Linked DNA regions of Muntiacus reevesi: all the other regions are linked to region 3. A link is a contact called in public Hi-C data. All regions are on one chromosome and are shown on one strand. The core of a region is the stretch at or near the end of the contact, and the rest is flanking DNA. Distances in the headings are between cores, read along the strand shown. Region 1 holds the start of VCPKMT (valosin containing protein lysine methyltransferase). Region 2 holds the start of DNAAF2 (dynein axonemal assembly factor 2). Region 3 holds the start of NEMF (nuclear export mediator factor).

The links. A called contact is a pair of places that touch in the nucleus more often than the background predicts.
Region 1: a contact with region 3 is called in a Hi-C map of blood, with 2.8 times the contacts expected there. The contact joins the promoter of VCPKMT here to the promoter of NEMF in region 3. A contact is called at or near these places in 2 of 3 Hi-C or Micro-C datasets (blood and muscle).
Region 2: a contact with region 3 is called in a Hi-C map of blood, with 3 times the contacts expected there. The contact joins the promoter of DNAAF2 here to the promoter of NEMF in region 3. A contact is called at or near these places in 2 of 3 Hi-C or Micro-C datasets (blood and muscle).

The regions. Positions count from the first base shown.
Region 1 is chr7:41,551,838-41,555,700 of mMunRee1.1, reverse strand. VCPKMT (valosin containing protein lysine methyltransferase) reads left to right here and starts at 1,294. Exons shown (of 5, transcript XM_065941547.1): 1 at 1,294-1,574; 2 at 1,671-1,770; 3 at 2,829-2,948. The coding sequence starts at 1,309. SOS2 (SOS Ras/Rho guanine nucleotide exchange factor 2) reads left to right here. Exons shown (of 23, transcript XM_065940875.1): 23 at 1-696.
Region 2 is chr7:41,197,223-41,201,383 of mMunRee1.1, reverse strand. It overlaps DNAAF2 (dynein axonemal assembly factor 2), which reads left to right and starts at 1,470. Exons shown (of 3, transcript XM_065941658.1): 1 at 1,470-4,161. The coding sequence starts at 4,069. It overlaps POLE2 (DNA polymerase epsilon 2, accessory subunit), which reads left to right. Exons shown (of 19, transcript XM_065941660.1): 19 at 1,213-1,330. The coding sequence ends at 1,231.
Region 3 is chr7:41,333,400-41,337,237 of mMunRee1.1, reverse strand. NEMF (nuclear export mediator factor) reads left to right here and starts at 2,425. Exons shown (of 33, transcript XM_065940355.1): 1 at 2,425-2,553; 2 at 3,387-3,455; 3 at 3,573-3,675. The coding sequence starts at 2,495.

The sequences.
Region 1 (3,863 bases), core at 45-2,544, 220 kb before region 3:
AAATGCCAGAATTTGCTGCTGAAGACAAAAGTGAAAAATAGAATGAAAATAATAGAATGCACTGTGTTTATTATTTTGTCAAAATGTAAAGACTACCTAACTCAGTCATAGAGGGACAAAGGGCATATATCTTGTACAGATGTGCCTTTTTGTTTTTGCAGACTATGGTGTCTTTAGCTAACAAGTTGCCTATTGTTTTGGAAAACAAAGTTAATATGCCATATATGTACAGTTTTGTTTATATTGTATATTTAAAAATAATGCTAATAACCTATATAAATTTATGTGACTCAAGGCCTATAATACAATCTGCTACTTTACTAATTCATAAATCCGGAGGATAATTTTCTTATGGCATAGGAACCAACTGCATTGCCTTCAAAACCAAGTAACTTTCTCTATAAATCTCATGTTAACTAAAATTTTTTAAAGTATTTTTTTAGATTGGTAATATTTAAACCAGCAGTTAAAGGTTTATTAAACTTTTTAATCAGAGAAGTGATTAAAACTTTTATTTGCCATTTGTACTCCTCTGTTCAAAGTGATGAAAAAGCGTGTTTTGCTCTTAGTGCTAGCAGCAGTTGTAAAGTAGCCAAAAGCCACATTGTTTATTTACTGGTCTGTGGCCTTTTACTGTGCTTTGTATCAGAGTTCCTAACAAGATTAATAAATCACACAGTCTTAATTTTTAAAAGACTTTTAAAATGTGTTTTCATTATAAGGAACAAGGGGGTAAGACTGTCGAGTTCTGTACAAGTAATACATATACACACATTATTTTCAGTTATTTTGTGCAATTTAAATTCCATAATCCCAAAGAATTTAAGTGATGTAAACTTTAGAGGGAAGAGGGGAAACAGTCTTCACCGTTAAACGCAATAACAAGCTTTCTGCAACCGTTTTATGCATTTAGATGAAAATTTAGGAGCCTATTAGGAACTCGAGATAAGCAGACTACCAAGATACTTGGTAGTATCTTGGAAGCTGCCTTGATTTAAAGCCAGTAATTAAAAAAAAAAAAAAATGTGTGACTCGGTCTCCAGCCAGGTAAAAACGCTCAGGTTGGCGTTGTCTGGAAAAGTGATTTAAACTGCCCGTTCGTTAAGCCACGTTTGTAACTTAGGGGAGAAGAATGAGACGGTTTGGCGCGTAGGGGCGCCTCGACCCACCGCTGGCCACGCAGGAAGAGTGCTGCCGTCCGGGCTTTGTGCCTTCGCGCACGCGCCGGGGCCCTGGCAAGGCGGGGCCCGGAATAGTGCGCGTGAATGTGACGTCGCTGCGTGCGGCGCCTCTTGTTGCCGGGCAGCGATGGCGGCTTCTCCGGAGTCCTCTGGGGAGGATCCCCTGCGGAACTTTGTGCGAGTTTTGGAGAAGCGAGATGGCACGGCGTTACGACTGCAGCAGTATGGCTCCGGCGGCGTGGGTTGCGTTGTTTGGGACGCTGCCATTGTCCTTTCTAAATATCTGGAAACGCCCGGATTTTCCGGCGATGGGGCCCACGCGCTGAGCCGGCGGTCGGTGCTAGAGCTGGGCTCGGGCACCGGGGCTGTGGGGCTCATGGCCGCTACCCTCGGGTAAGACCTGGCGGGAGGGGACTCCTCTTGTTCAGGAAACCCCGGTTCCTGGCTCCCCACTCTTGTGCCTACACCTCGATCAACGTTATTTTATAGGGCAGATGTCATAGTCACCGATCTTGAGGAATTGCAAGACTTGCTGAAGATGAATATTAATATGAACAAGCATCTTGTCACTGGTTCTGTTCAAGCCAAGGTACTGAAATGGTTTGTATGGCCTTTCAGCTTGTTTTAAGATAACAATTTGTAGTTTGCTTTAAATTGCGTTTCACTGAAAGCATGATTAATACGAACGGAGATTTCTGGGTCTTTTTATAAAACAAGACTTATAAATTAGTAAAGCAACAGTTTAAAATATGTGGTTGACGTTTTTAAGGGGGGAAGAATTAGAAGACTTTCCTTCTCCGCCAGACTATATACTGATGGCTGACTGCATATACTACGAAGAGGTGAGTATTTGATGAGTGGAGTCTCTTCCTTTAGAAAACTTAAACTGTATTTCGAGGATTCAGGAGCACGCATTACTTAGCATTTTAACATCTCTGAATGCAGGATATTTGTTCCATAGTTGATGAACAAAGAGAAAATAAAGGTAACCAGGAAATACGTGTATGTACTCATGATTAACATAGAGGTCCCTGAAGCTTATTGAGAAAAGTGTTATGTGCATTTTAGGAGAGGCTTCCGTAAAATTTTTAAAGAATATTTTCTTTTGGATCGCCTGTAAAAGGCTAAGATTTCTTTTTTTTTTTTAAGTTAGCTGTAAGTTGCATCCTAAAGGATTCATTGTTTTGGGGCAAGATTTATTATATTTATAGAATTTTTTTTCTTTTGAAATATCAATTTGTATAGTGTTGTAAGCATCAATCATTTTTTTACAATAATGAACATTGAACCAACTTATGTTCAAGTTAAAGTTGGACCTACTTTGGTAAGTAAATTGTTGATTGTTTAAATCCTGTTAGATTAAGCTTCAAGAATGCTGTCAACTCCATTTTTACCCATGGGTACTCCAAAATGCAATCACTTGAATCCATTCTCTGGAAGCTGAAATTAATACAATGGTTGATTAGTTAAGAATTTACCAATCATTAGTTACAGAGCTGTAACTATGTTTAGTGGGTTGGATTGATTCAAAGATGTGTGAATTGTAAGGGAGTTATAATTATCTCCTCTGCCTCCCCTACCCTCTTTTATAGTAAACATATGTGTTTTTAAAAGTCATTAACAAAAATCATATTCCTTTTTGAACAGTCTTTGGAGCCATTGTTGAAAACCCTAAAAGATCTCAGTGGGTTTGAGACTTGTATTATATGTTGTTATGAACAGCGAACAATGGGGAAAAATCCAGAAATCGAGAAAAAATATTTTGAGGTGAGTACTCTATTAGATCTACCTTTGTAGGGATTACCTTTCAGAGAGGCTATGTGTGACTTTGTGTTCCAGTATAGTGTGGTAATTTTGAGTAGGGAAAACATTCTGCTTGTATGAACCCAAAGAGAGAATTCTTTACAGCCCACCATTCTAACAACTGCTACCAGCCTCCCCTGCCCCAGTACCCCCATTCTGATCCTTTATTTTTCTTTTCTGACTTGTTGATCTAGTATTTGTAAAGCCATGTAAAGTAATAATGTGACACCCTTGTCTTTCCTGAGAAAGTTTTCAGTGTTTATCAGTCAAGTTGCTGGCTTTTAGGAACATATTAATGATGTATGTATTTTTTGGAGAATACATCATAGAAACATGATATGTGATATGTTTTCATTCCAGTATTTTCCACTGTATCTTTATGGTAGCTTTGGCCAGTGTATTCTACCTATTTTGAAGTTGTTCTTTTCTTTTTCTTCTTTTGCAAGAATTAATGACTCATAGGAAGCTGCAGAAGTAGTACTTAGAATCCCCTTTGTCTTTCACCCACCTTCCTCCAGTGGTCACCCAAATGCTTCTTATGAGTAAAGATCCATCATATTACAAGTGGTTCCTCTTAAGGAAACATCTTTATGGCTCTTCAGTTTTATCTTCTGAAAGGGCTACTTTGGGTTAAGTGACTCTTCATGACTCTGCCTCAGATATATGGTGAAATCGGTTTTTACTTTTATGTTTTTCTTGACTGTGAAGAACTTTAATGAACTTTTGAAATAATGTATACTTGAAAATTTGATGTCACTAATCAGTTTTCAGTTGAGTTAAAACATATCAAAAAAAATATATCAAATGCATATATATCAAGTGCTTAGCTCAACTTTTCATATACCCCTTCAGTCAGTATTCCAAAGGTAACCACTATTC
Region 2 (4,161 bases), core at 221-2,720, 130 kb after region 3:
AAATTACATGTGTTTAACCTGCCATCTTTTCCCAGGGATCCACACTTGTATCTGTTTTTTTTTTTTTTTAATTAGTTGGAGGCTAATTACTTCACAACATTTCAGTGGGTTTTGTCATACATTGACATGAATCAGCCATGGAGTTACATGTATTCCCTGATATTGACTATTGTTGACATAGTTGGTCCATTTATCATCTGTGGAGTCAGATACTAAAACCCTTGACCTAATTTCCAAACTATAATTTAGTAGTGATAATTTGAGGAGTTTTTTCAGTGCTAGATCAAACAAGTTGATGTATGCTTTTTCCTTTGTTTTGAGAGAAAAAATTTTTATGATACAGTGAAATAATTTTGTGAAATAACTAATTTAGTGAAATAACTTATATTTATACATAATACTTAGTTTCTCCTAAAAATAATTTTTTCTTAGAATATTTGTGAAATCATATTTTAGAGTTAACACAGAAATGTAGCCAAAGTGGACTGAGGTTAACCCTGTTTCAACATGTGCTTTCAAATGTAGTAGTTTTATTTAAAAACATGTTAGTGATGTACAAGAGAAACACCCACTCTCACACAATAGTTGGTCAGAATAAAAATAGTAAAAACAAGACAAAACAAAAAAAACCTCTATAGAGGGCAACTGAACAAGATTTCTTAAGACCTCAACTGCATATACCATCTATTTCATTTCTAGGAATTTATCCTATAGGTATACTTGGGTTTATGCATAAAAGTGGGTAAAGCTGTTTTTACTGTAGTTTTTATAACAGCAAAGTAAATAGTTTAAATATATACCTATTTAAAAGTTATATTCTGACTTTTCTAAATTACATTAATTTCAAAGCCATAAAGGATTAGTTAAAATTATATATATATTGTGTATTTATTACTAGTTGAAAAAAAGGCATAGAATAGTGTTCATGTATTCTACCACTTGTGTTTGTGTTTTTAAAGCATTTATCCCTATGCATGCTTATATGCGATTAGACAGTACTTTATATATGATTAGACAGTCTTTGTAAGGATATAACTGTTGCTTCTAGAGAACAGAAATAGAGTGAGACAGGCTTATTTTCCACTCTGTCCCCTTTGGAATTTGGAGCAATATGCATGTATTGACCTATTTTTAAAATTAAAACTAGATATTAAGAAAGGTATAACTTAGCTTTCCAAGATGTTTAATTTTATGAATATTTTCTATTTTCAGCAAACTTCAAGGGTTTTGAGATTCTTAGACCATCTGAAGAAACAGAATTCATCAATCATCTGCTTATTTTATATAATTCTGTTATTAAATTATAATAAAATTATGGTAAACTTTAGAATGTCTTGTTTAAAATTTCTATTTATAAAATTTTTTTATAAACATAATGGTATACTTTACAGAGTTTCATAGGAAAATATTTTCTGTATAATCGTAAGGAAAATATGAAAATGTGTAAAAATACATAATCTAAGTATACATTGGTATATAAAAATTTAAATTTCATTATTCCTATACTAGTTATATGCTTGGATATGAACTTGAGCAAACTTCAGGAGGCAGTGAAGGAGAGGGGAGTCTGGCGTGGGAGCGATTGAACAATTCACATGCTAATTGTTCACCGCAAGAGTCTTAATGGTGTATTTAATAATTTCAAATTGTTTAAATTTCAAGTCATAGAATTTATTCTAATGATAGTGAAAACTGTTGTTTCAGGATATTACTGAGATATTCATTACATTACCTTTTGGCACTGAAAATTTAAAAATATTGTCCCCACAGTTTTTACCTTTAAGAGGAGTTATATTCACTTTGAAGCAGCCCTGTTTTTCTATTTTGGGCATAACCTCTCAACACCATCCCCTTAGTTTCAACTACAATGAAAGCCCAGAAATGAATCTGAGTGATAGGACATTGTTAAAGGTACAAAGAGTGTTTCAAACGTAGGAATAATCTTAATATTATAGACAATTTGGAATGGAATACCCTTCTTTCAAAGAAACTTAGCTTTTTGGGGAAGGGATACTAATAAAAAAACTAAAATGACATTGAAGGAAATTCCTCAAGAAATTTAATCTGAATATTGTGATATTGCGAATTGTGGTTAAGGATAAAGTGGCAATTTGAGATATGGTTTGAAGATGTAAATTTTCAAAATATTCGAAAAGACCTGATGTTAAAAGAGCAAGATTGAGCTTTAATCTCAAGAATAGCCTGGAAATTTTGATTAAAAGTGAAATCAAGGCATAATTCCAAAAGCTACTAGATTACTTGGAAAAATTTACAATCTAGGCCTTGAAAGTGGTACTGAAATAGACACTGCCAGATTGTTGGTCTAGTTTCAAGAACCATTACAGCTAAACATGAAAGATTTCTTTAGGAACACATTTAATGCCTAGAAATACAGGGTGCATTTAGGGGTTAGCAAGGTGAAGAAAGATGAAGCAGAGCAGTTAATTATAATTATTAGAATTATAATTAGCAGAATTATAATTATTAGAATAAGACAGGAATTAGAACCAGTTAATGGTAGACATTGTCTGGAAATTAAAAGGAAGCACAGATCTGAAAAATGGGGTAGCAGACAAACAGTACGGCAGGAGTACCCAGAGCTAATACTGTTGAGGAACAACAGAGGTGGTGTGCTCTCCCCTCTTGGTGTTTAATCAGCATGGCTGACTTCACCTCAGAAATCTGGGTCTAAAGCACTTTCATGTGACATTATGCCTTAAGAGGCCAGGTAGATCACACAAGAGGGGAGTGGGCTGAGATTTCTGTGCTATGGAAAAAACCAACACTTGGTCTCTGTGTGGGGAAACCACAGGAACTGTATCTGATGAGGTAGGAGGAAAACCTGGATAGTGTCTTGTCATTGAGGTAATGCCAACATTATGTTAAATGTTGCTGAGGCTGTCAACAAAATGAGGACAGAAAAATGACCACTGAATTTAACAACTACCAATTAGTAACTCGGAGAAGGAAATGGCAACCCACTCCAGTGTTCTTGCCTGGAGAATCCCAGGGACGGGGGAGCCTGGTGGGCTGCCGTCTATAGGGTCGCACAGAGTTGGACATAACTCAAGCGACTTAGCAGTAGCAGCAGCAATTAATAACTACCTCAGTCAATAAATATTCTTCTATAAATTTGAATGGCTGCTTAGAATCCCATTGTATGGCTCTACCCAAATCTGCTCAACCAGTCCTGCTGTTGAATTCTTAGATTCTTCCCAAATCTTTAGAATCATAATAGTGCCTTGAGCATGATCTCAGAATCGGAATTTCTGCGTTAAAAAAAGTATGCACATTCTAAAGGCTTTTGACATAGGTAGCAAACTACTTTCTAGAAAAATTTTAATATAAATTTTAGGAATTTATATTCTACTCAAGGAAATAGAGTAATTGTTTTTGTTAAGAAAGCCTTTTCTATTTCTATAGGTGATATGTGGTATCTTATGTTTGCATTTTTATTATTAACAAAGTCATGTTTACTGATGATTGGCTATTTATGAATAACCTGCGCATAACTCTCACACCAAATAAGAGTTGTAAATAGGGTACATTGGTGAACTATCTAGACGACTGAAATGTTGGTTTAGTGAAGTGAGTAAAGCAGAAAAACTTACGGTAGAGTCAGTTTGTGACTGCTGGGTGGTGCATCGACTGTGTGACTTTGGTCAGGCAACTTTTCAGGTCTCATCTCATCTGTGAATTGAGGATCAGGTCTACCTTGAAGGGTTCTGAACAACGAATAATGTACATAATGCTGGAAATTACAGTTATTAAGGTGCTTATTCTGCAGAGGTAACTGTACCATGGCACAGGAATCTAAACAACGTAGGATGTTGGTCTGAAGAAACTAAGGCTATTTCTGTCATTTCCAGCATCCCTGTTCCTGCCCCTCCTCCTGGGTGTTGGTGGTGTCACTATGGCAACGAGCACGCGCCGCCCAGGCTCAATTCTGAAGCGGTTACTGACCTCCGCTGCCTCACTCTCCGCAGACTAGCGATTTCACCGCGCGTCCCACCCACTAGGTCTCAGATACATCTCCCTTGGCCTCCGCGTAAGGAGCCGAAGGGCAGCATGGCCAAGGCGGCAGCGTCTTCGCCGCTAGAAGACTTGGATCTGAGTGGAGAGGAGGTCCAGAGGCTCACCTCCGCCTTCCAGGACCCGGAG
Region 3 (3,838 bases), core at 1,176-3,675:
CCAGCCAGAAGAACTGAAGAGGGATGAAAGTAGAGATTTTTCCCTCGCTGACGCTACACATCAAATATTTCCATGAGTTGAAAGCAAAATCAATAAATTATATAAATATAATTATATGGTAAAAATAAGATAAAAATAGTTTCAATAATTATATAATAAAATTGGCTTTAATAATTATATGATAAAAGTAAGAAACATTAAAATAAATAGACTTTCTTCCCATGTATATATCTCAATAAGAAGTACCATGTTTACATTTTTGCAAGACTGATTTCCTGCTGTATCGTGAATCCTCTTTGGTGGGGCAATCTTGTCTTATAAGACTATAAATTATTTTGAAGTGAAACTCTGTTGGTTCCTAATGATTACCACTTCATCTTCCTGAGATCAGTAAACTTCCAAGTATGGGCTACAGGCCCTATTCATCTTGGCAGTTACAAATGCAGATACCTTGAGCCAAAGTTAATTCAAAATCTCTGGTGGTGTGTTCAGGAATTTGCTTTGACTATCACCACAGTAACCAGTGAATCACACCAAAGCTTGAGACTCACAGCTCTAGATGATCCTAAGTTATCCATTAATAACTACCTCTAAATTTTCAGTTGGGACAAATGCCAATAAAATCTGTTAGTGGTTTCAGATATTCACCTTTATCTTCTCTTTGAAAATGGGGATGATTTGTCCATTTACTCTTACCTCTTATTTTTCTCACAAGTCTCTAAGTATCCCTGATTCAGAATTTTTTCAAAATCAAGAAACTATTCCAAAACCCAGAAATGATAGAATTCATAGTAAATGATAGTTTCTTTATAACACTTATCTTTATCTTCTTCTTCCCCTTATGTGTTTTCTTGTATTTTCTTCTGATGCTCATTTTCCTTGAGAGACAAAGCAGAAGCTACCTATGAGTTAGTCGAGTGGCTGTCTTATGTATTACTTAAATTAGTACCCTGCTCCTATCTCATGGGTCTAGGTCTAGGTCCCTAACGTGGGTGTTTTGCCATAAAGTATTTCAGTTTTTGTTTATAAAGAAGATCTGAGTGTTGTCCCTTTCAATGTGGATTGCTTTTATGCAAAATATTTAGGCATTATTCGGGAAATGCCTGAAAGAGCCAACGTAAGAACCTTAATATTATTTATGTACAGTTAGACCTCTCGCTTTTACTGTTTGTACTACAGTTAGTGGGGTTTCCCCATCTTTCCTAATACCTTCAAATGGCTTATTGCATATTTTGATCTATTTTGCATGATTTACTTTGCCATCTGATGCAGTAATGCTGCGCTGTACGTGTTACAACTGGAGCATCTACAATTCCCGGTTTTTTCTGAAATATCAATCGAGCCGTTTTTACTTAGAGTCGCCTTCTACTGGTGGGAATTCGGCTTGCCACGACTTGCACCCGGTAAGCCCTAGAATTCTGGTAGGTGTGGATTCTTCGCCGGGCGCGGTGGCGCGCGCCTGTAGTCCCAGCTACTCGGGAGGCTGAGGCTGGAGGATCGCTTGAGCTCAGGAGTTCTGGGCTGCAGTGCGCTATGCCGATCGGGTGTCCGCACTAAGTTCGGCATCAATATGGTGACCTCCCGGGAGCGGGGGACCACCAGGTTGCCTAAGGAGGGGTGAACCGGCCCAGGTCGGAAACGGAGCAGGTCAAAACTCCCGTGCTGATCAGTAGTGGGATCGCGCCTGTGAATAGCCACTGTACTCCAGCCTGGGCAACATAGCGAGACCCCGTCTCTTTTGAATTCTTACCTTAAAAAAGTCTTTCTTATTTTAATATTTTTCCATTTTTATTTTTAGTCTTACTTCACCATTATCTAGCGAAACAACTGAATATTCAGGTTGCCAAGTATTTATAGAGCCCCTATTGTATATCAGGTTCTATGCTGAGCCCAGGGCCTCCCAATACTTAGAATGGATGAGTCTCACAGTAAAACGCAAAATGCTCTTCGGAGAGAAACACTTATCAGAATAGGAAATTTTTTTTTTTTTTTTTTTTGAGAGTTGGTTTGCCTTGATCATTGAGGGTAACGGTAGGGCGAATGAAATAGTCCACTGCGTTAAATTTCAACAGTGTACGCCCTAGGGAAAGTGGTCGTCGCTCAGGTACACGGAACGGTACCTGGGGACATCCTCCTAGTACGTTGCTCATAAATTGTTATGACCAGTAGGAGTCACTATGGAGGCTGACTTGAATCCCGACAGACAAGGGAGCAAAGTAACCGGACTAGTTTGTAAGCTCTCCAGGAAGAAATGCAGTCTCAAGAGAATGATATGTATATATTTCGAATTGTTTTGGTACGACGAGAAGCTAATCGACCACGACTTGACTGCCGCCGAACGCTTCACAAAATGTGACGCAAAGACGTTCGCTTCAAGGAGTATTGGATCTTCCGCGCGGCCGTAGATCCGCCCAGTGCGCCTGCGCATAAGAGTAGCGGCGTTGAGTCAGGCCGGCAGTGGCGGAAACTGCGGTAGCGACCCTCAAGGCTCGCCATGAAGACCCGCTTTAGCACCGTTGACCTCCGTGCGGTCCTTGCGGAGCTGAATGCCAGGTACTGTACGACGGGTGACCGAGCTTGTGCGGGGCGTGCAGGAGGCAGAGGCCATGGCCCCACCATAGAAATAAGAACGGCCTTGTGTCGTCCCCCCCGCCCCGGTGCTGTTCTCCAATAGACCTGGCTAGGCCTGAGTGGGCGAGCGCGTGACATCTTTCCGTGGCCCTGAGGATACCGGGGGGACCCCGGCGGCCGCGCGCTCCACCCCTCGGCTCTCGTGGGCTGCTGGTCTCGCCAGGTCTTGCGTCCTACTTTGGCAGGGCTCTCGGCTTGCCGACCTGAGTCGCCCCAGTCTGGCAGGAAACGTTTACTAAAAGAAGTCAGTTGGACTCCAGGACACCAGAGTAAGTCATTAGTTCCAGAGGTTTCCAGACCAGGTGCTTGGTTTCGTTGACTCTCCTCCTCACCCCAGAGAGTTTTAGCTGGAGATAACAGATTCGGCCGGAGATCTGCATTCTGGTTCGGTTTTTATTAATATTATTTAGCTGTGTGAGCCTTGTCATATTTCTCAGGGCTTCGTTTACATTTTTTCTTCTGTAATTAATTGAGTTAGATTTGACTGTATTTCCTAATATATGTATTGGATCACTTAAAAAAACTCAAAGCATTGTATGGTGTTCCTGGAGCTGATCTATCCCTTTTTTAAAAGTTACATTCGAGGTTTGGGCAGAAGGTTACTGGCCTTCAGCCTCTGCACTTCTGGTTGACTCCCTGTCTTTTAAGGATTCCCTCTTTGGCAGGCTGTGCTTCCGCGTATTGCTTTAAGTTGTGGCAAGTATTATGTTTCAAATGGTAGTATGATTTGTTACATGTTTTCTTTCTTTTTGCAGCTTGCTAGGAATGAGAGTAAACAATGTTTACGATGTGGATAATAAAACGTATCTTATTCGTCTTCAAAAGTAAGAGCATTTTATAGGCTTGTTTTATCTTTTGTATTTAATTAAAAAAAAAAAAAAAAAAGCCTACCGTTAGTGCTGGTAGAACCCTAAAGAAATTTTGACTTTTTTCTTCTACAGACCAGACTTTAAAGCTACACTTTTACTCGAATCTGGCATACGAATTCACACAACAGAATTTGAGTGGCCTAAGAATATGATGCCGTCTAGTTTTGCCATGAAGGTAAACTTTATTATACTTGAAGCTAAATGTTAAGGCCCTGAGAATGGTCACTAACAACTGAAGTTATAAACTGGTTTTTCTTCCTTGGTATAAATAAAACAGATAAATACAGAGTAGTTGAGACATACCGGATGAATAAAGGAGATGTTTATTAACTTCTCCC